Linked DNA regions of Cricetulus griseus: region 2 is linked to region 1. The links are chromatin contacts, called in public Hi-C maps. All regions are on one chromosome and are shown on one strand. The core of a region is the stretch at or near the end of the contact, and the rest is flanking DNA. Distances in the headings are between cores, read along the strand shown. Region 1 overlaps Igfn1 (immunoglobulin-like and fibronectin type III domain-containing protein 1). Region 2 has its middle 21 kb from the start of Tnnt2.

The links. Hi-C and Micro-C count contacts between places; a contact is called where the count stands out from the background.
Region 2: a Hi-C map of fibroblasts shows a contact between it and region 1, with 2.9 times the contacts expected there. The contact joins two enhancer-like sites. A contact is called at or near these places in 7 of 8 Hi-C or Micro-C datasets (the CHK-Q cell line, the CHL-YN cell line, the CHO-K1 cell line and 3 more).

What each region holds. Positions count from the first base shown.
Region 1 is chr5:53,330,233-53,333,192 of CriGri-PICRH-1.0, forward strand. The region is part of intron 27 of Igfn1 (immunoglobulin-like and fibronectin type III domain-containing protein 1); the gene reads left to right. Among named protein-coding and RNA genes, the nearest start is that of Pkp1, 19 kb to the right of the region's middle. Within about 2 kb of position 1,524, at least 1 of the 6 cell types and tissues checked has open chromatin away from gene starts, as enhancers often do. A contact at or near this core is called in fibroblasts, where this site is marked.
Region 2 is chr5:53,403,362-53,406,321 of CriGri-PICRH-1.0, forward strand. No RefSeq gene overlaps it. Among named protein-coding and RNA genes, the nearest start is that of Tnnt2, 21 kb to the right of the region's middle. Within about 2 kb of position 1,455, at least 1 of the 6 cell types and tissues checked has open chromatin away from gene starts, as enhancers often do. A contact at or near this core is called in fibroblasts, where this site is marked.

The DNA of each region.
Region 1 (2,960 bases), core at 274-2,773:
CGTATATGGAAAGGTTTTCATCGGCTGATTTGTCTTCCTTGTACACAGGGGCCCATCACACTCTGAGAAGGGGCTTTGGGTGTCCTGGCTTGGTATCACTCCACCCAGCTCCTAGGCATAGACTGGAGCACTCCCATGGCCGAAGTCCTCCTTTCCTTTGGGTTCTCATGGCTTCCTCCTTCCCTCCTCTTAGATGCCCCTGCTGAGTGCACAGAATCCAGAAAGGCAAGGAGCTGAGTGTTCCACCTGCACTGGATGCTGACAGCCAAGGCTCAGGAGCCCAGGCCAGGAAGCAGGGGGGTGGGCTCTGACACCTGAGTGTGAGCAGTCCCCTATTCCTGAGCTGCAATCAACACACACAGTAGCTTCATCGTTACTTTCTGAATCCCGGTCTCACCAAGATTTGGAACAAGACATTTGATTCTCCTCCAATCCGAGGATGAGGCAGTTAAAAAGAAACAAGTTCCATCTTAAACAAAACAAAACAAAACAAACAACAACAAGCCTTGATTTTTTTTTTTTTTTTTTTTTTTTTTTGGTTTCCCTGTGGCTTTAGAGGCTGTCCTGGAACTAGCACTTGTAGACCAGGCTGGTCTCGAACTCACAGAGATCCACCTGCCTCTGCCTCCCAAGTGCTGGGATTAAAGGGGTGCGCCACCACCGCCCGGCACAAGCCTTGATTTTTATTACTTTAAAACTTCATGTTTATTTCACTTCCTGATTCTATGCTTATGTCTTTGACAATTTCACAATGACTTTTTTCTGATCCCCAATAAGGAGAGCACACTTGATCCTGTCACAGACACAATTAACACACACCACGTGCGCTCCAACCTTCTTTGTGTAACAGTAAATAATTCTCTTGCCAGGGGTTCAGGGCAGCCTGAATTTGGTAGATGTTGCACTGTAGGAAAGTCTACAACAGCATGTCAAATGCTGGAACATTCAGAGTGACTCTAAACGTTGCTTCCTCCCTTAAAGAAAAATGAAGTGACTTCTATCACTCTTTTTCCCTTTCAAACAATATTCGTACCTAAAACAAAGAGGATAATGGTGGAGCCACTCAGGTGGAATTGGCCTTGAGGATCTCATAGTCTCACTCTGCAGGAGCAACTTGCCTCTATCCTTGTAGCTCTAGACAGCTTCAGTGGGACCCTTGAGTTCCACATTAAAAACCACTCTTACTGAGAGAGTGGAGCAGGGTGGGTAGGCTCTTCCTTGAATGGCAGCTAAGGGGAAAGAGACCAAGTCTGCAGTGAGTGCCTACAAGGTGTGAGAAGTCTTTGGATTCATGCTCTCCTTAATTCCCATGACCATCTGTGAGCAGGTGTTCCCACAGTGTTTTATAGATGATGAAGTGTCTCTCGGGACAGAGAGGAATGTGCCTAGCATGACATGGCTGCTAACGACAGAAACCCAGCTCTCCCCAGGAATGTGTGCTCAAGATGAGGAATCTAACAGTGGAGGGAAGGCTGCTTCAGCTGTGTATGACTGCGGCGTTAGGAAACTGACATCATCGAACAGTCACGCAGCAAGCATTCCAGACATGGAGTGGGATGACAGTGTCATGGCGACATGGAGTAGACTATGACCAGTGACTGTTACCACCAGGAGGCTTAACTACTGCATTTTCTCCTCCCCAGGACAGTAGCCTGTGGGAACTAACCTTCCTCTAGGCAAGGTGCTGTCCAGGGGAGGGAAGATGGAGGCCTCTCCCTGTGAAGATCCTATGTCACAAGATTAGTGGGTGGCTAGATTCCTGGGTGGGATCCAAGGGCCTCATGGAAGTCACCTGGAGCTACTGGGGGCAAAAGGAGAAGCTCCTAGCACTGGAGTCTGGGTTTCACATGCTTTATTCTACGTGGGCGGTTCTACTCTCATCTGTTTATATTTTAGGGTTCCTGGATATGGAAAGATAAAGAACTCTTTTGGCTCTCTGGAGTCTCTAGACCTCAGGCTCTTCCAGCCTCAGGTGAGGCCTCATGCACATCAATGAAGTTAGTTCCCTCTGAAAAGCAAGCTTGTGAGGCCAGGGATTTTGTGGCCCACTTGCCATGCCTTCTCAGGCCCTTCACTGGGCTATCACTCTACATACATGTTAAACGGAATCATAGGGAGAGTATTTGGCATGTCCTTGTGCCCCTAGTTCTTTCAGAGACTGAGGTCCAGGGGGACTTGTCTCTGACCTTCTTAGTCGCTTCCCTGCTCACAAGGAGGCCTGTAATTGGTTTTCCTTCCTCTACGTAGAGCTGTATCTTATTGTGACAGGCGGGGCCAGAGAGCAGAGGGAGGAGAGGAACGTAAGAATAGCTGATTTGGATTTGGGGGACCAGAAAGAAGTGAAGAATTGAGAACAAAAGTCCTCCTACCACTGTGGAGGGAGCCACAGTTATTAATAAATTAATAAATTAATTAATTAATTTTTATTTTGCTTCTTCAGTCCGTATCCACCTCCTTGGATGGAACTCTTGGTTCCTTTGCATTAAAAATCTGTGCTGCCCAGTACCAGACATGGCCAAAGAGTCTGGATTTCAAACATTGTACAGGAGGAAAATGACATAAAAATTACAGTAACTTAAATGAAGTTTATATTGAAATATCATCAAATATTATCTTGATATATTGACTCAAATAAATATAATTAAATTTAAGTTTACCAGCTATTTTTTTTGCATATAGTCACTGAAAAATTACAAATTAGTGCATGGTTCACATTCCATTTCTTTTAGATCACCTTCAAGCATGGTCAGATGACTAGAGGCCAAGAAGTCGGGCAGGACTCGCAGCTAGTCACAGCCTGTCAAAGCCAGTGGAGAACTGAGCCCATGAGGCAGACTGACCGTGCCAAGCCCTCAGATGCACCAGTCTGAGGAGGACTAGGAGTGGGAAGGAAAGAGCAAATGTGCTAAAGGGACCTCTGGTGCATCTTACCACTCGACCCTGTTTAAACTCCATGACAG
Region 2 (2,960 bases), core at 205-2,704, 73 kb after region 1:
GGGATGGTTGAGATTCAAAATAAAAGTGCAGCCATCTCGAGCAACAGAGTGGGCCATTGGTGTGTTGACACCACCCCTCCTCCAGCCCAGCCCCTGCCAATGCCACCAGCCCACCTGGGAAATGAGTGCAAGAGTCCATCAGGGACCAAAGCACCTCCAACAAGAACCTTAGCAATTGATGTGTGGGTGTGGGAGTAAGGGAACTAAAGCATCCCAACGTAATTTGTACAGGCTCACAGGTACTACGTGACAAGGTCTAAACAAATGAGTTAAGCAGTTCTCTTTGCTGGTGGTTTTAGAGAGAAGTTTCATATTCCTAAGCCAAGGCCTCCTGGACCATACCATGGCAAATCAGTACACAAGGAGAGATCTGTCTCTGCTAAGCCTGTGCCGGGAATGAGACCTTGTACGAGGACCCTTGGCATGTCCTTTGCCAGCCACATGCATGGGCTGGTGTAGGAGCAGGATTCGGGTGTCAGACAGGCACACAGCCTGCTCTGTTGTTCATGGGATTGGACATGCTCTCTCCTCTATCATCAGTCAGTCTGTACCGGTGACCGTACGATCCCAGACTGCCTTTTCAGGGATTGAAATTCTCACCGAACCAACAGTCAGAGGACTGCCCTTTGAGTAGCAAGCTCCTAGACAATCTCTGAAGGCTTCCTGGAGGGGCGGGCAGGTTAGAGTGGGGTGGCTAGGGTGGGAAAAGCAGAAGAAAGTAGAGTCAGGGCTACAGAGTGATGAGAAAGTAAGGACAGTATGAAAGTGCATCAGGTTCTGATAGCTGAGGCATCCAGAAAGTCAGGGTCCAAGCTAGGTGGTGGTGGTGCACACCTTTAATCCCAGCACTCGGGGGCAGAGGCAGGAGGATCTCTCGGAGTTTGAAGCCAGCCTGGTCTACAAATTGAGTTCCAGGACAGGCTCCAAAGCTACACAGAGAAACCCTGTCTGGAAAAAAAAAAGCAGAATAAACAAACAAGAAAGAAAGAAAGAAAGAAAGAAAGAAAGAAAGAAAGAAAGAAAGAAAGAAATGAAGGAAGGAGGGAGGGAGGGAAGGAAGAAAGGAGAGAGAGAGAGAGAGAGAGAGAGAGAGAGAGAGAGAGAGAAAGGGAAGTCAGGGTCCTTTGCAGTAACGAATAGGATGGGAGACACAAGTAATGCCTGGAAGACAGATGACAACACCAGATCCAGGAATTGGTGAAGTCTTTCACAGGCCCACATTGTGACAGACAGCAATGGTACAGGGACGGAGACCATAGCTAGGGTCAGTGCTGACTCCTCTGGTGACAGGTATGATCGGGCTCTGGGTTCCTCTCTTCAGGAGACATCTCTGACTTCCTGATGGGAGTTGGGATGTCATCAACATCTAACTTTTACCTCCTGTAGCTGGTTGGCTACACATAGCAGGGAGGCAAGGCAGAACAGGCTGACTCATCCCACCAGGACCGTCTTCCCATGACCTGTAAGTCCCAGGGGAAGGAGATGGTGGGAGGAGGAGCCTAGCTACAGATACCCTGTGGCTCAGCAGGGTGGGAGGAAATGGAGACCTAGACTGTGGGAAGCTACAGGAAGCAGGTAGTAGGGGGAAGCTCTACACTGTAGGAAGAACAGAGGAGATCAGGGGACACCCTCCACCCCGGTGATCCCAAAGATCACCGTGAATGTTCACATGGTTCCACCACGTGCTGTTTTAACCACCGATATTTACACAAGCTCGTTTAATCCCCACAAGAACCTGGTGAGGTCATTGCTAATATCATTCCCATTGTGCAGAGGAAGAAACCCAGACATAGTAACGCTGCCAAAGCCACTCAACAAATATGTGGGGGAGGTGGCATTGAACCCAGGAAGCCTGGTACCACAGCTTGTGTCTTTAGTGACTCTCCAGAAGAAGCTGATTCTGGGGAACATGTGACTGCTCCTCTCGCTGGCCCCCTCCCCTTGATCAAGTGAACAGAATGCAAAGCAGGCTGCTGGTGGCCAGGCCCAGAACACTTTAGGAATGACCGCTATCCCTCATGAAAGCTCTCCAGGCAACCTCTTCTTCATGACTGCCTCTTTGCCAAGTTCTGGCTGAAGTAGCCCCGGATTTATCCTAGATGGACCTCCTCAGATATCCAGCTGCTCCCACCTAGGGGCCCCAAATCTGTTCACCTTTCAGAGCCCCAGAACACTGTGTGTGCAACCTGTTCAACAAGAGGCCTGGACTCTATTATTCCTTATACCCAGCAAGCAGTCACTGAGTGTCACCAAGTGCCACTGTGTGCTTAGTGCACAAAAGGCCAATCCCAGTTCTGCTGTGCTTGCAGTCAAGTGGAAAGATGCTGTGAAGACAAGATGAGCCAGGGTAAAGTACAGCATGCAGCAGCAATGAAGCTCTGAAGGGAGCATGACAGGGAAGGGGACAGACAGATCGACAGACAAGCATCTGCAGAGCCAGCTCTGGTGGCCAGGGATGGCCTCCCTGTGAGCTGGGAAAACCTGAAGGTGAAGTTGGCCATGAGAAGTTTCATTTGTCCTCTCAGTGCCGCTCACCCTTCTGGGGCCTCGCCCTGCTGGACCGTGGAGAACTCTGGGGGCTCGCCCTGCCTGACTGTGGAGAACTCTGGGGACTCGTCCTGCCTGACTGTGGAGTACTCTGAGGGCTCGTCCTGCCTGACTGTGGAGAACTCTGGGGCCTAGTCCTGCTTGACTGTGGAGTACTCTGGGGGCTTGCCCTGCCTGACTGTGGAGAACTCTGGGGTCTCGCCCTGCCTGACTGTGGAGAAATCTGGGGGCTCATCCTGCCTGACCGTGGAGAACTCTGGGGTCTCGCCCTGCCTGACTGTGGAGAAATCTGGGGGCTCATCCTGCCTGACCGTGGAGAACTCTGGGGGCTCTCCCCACTGTGGAGTACTCTGGGGGCTCGCCCTGCCTGACTGTGGAGAAATCTGGGGCCTCATCCTGCCTGACCGTGGAGA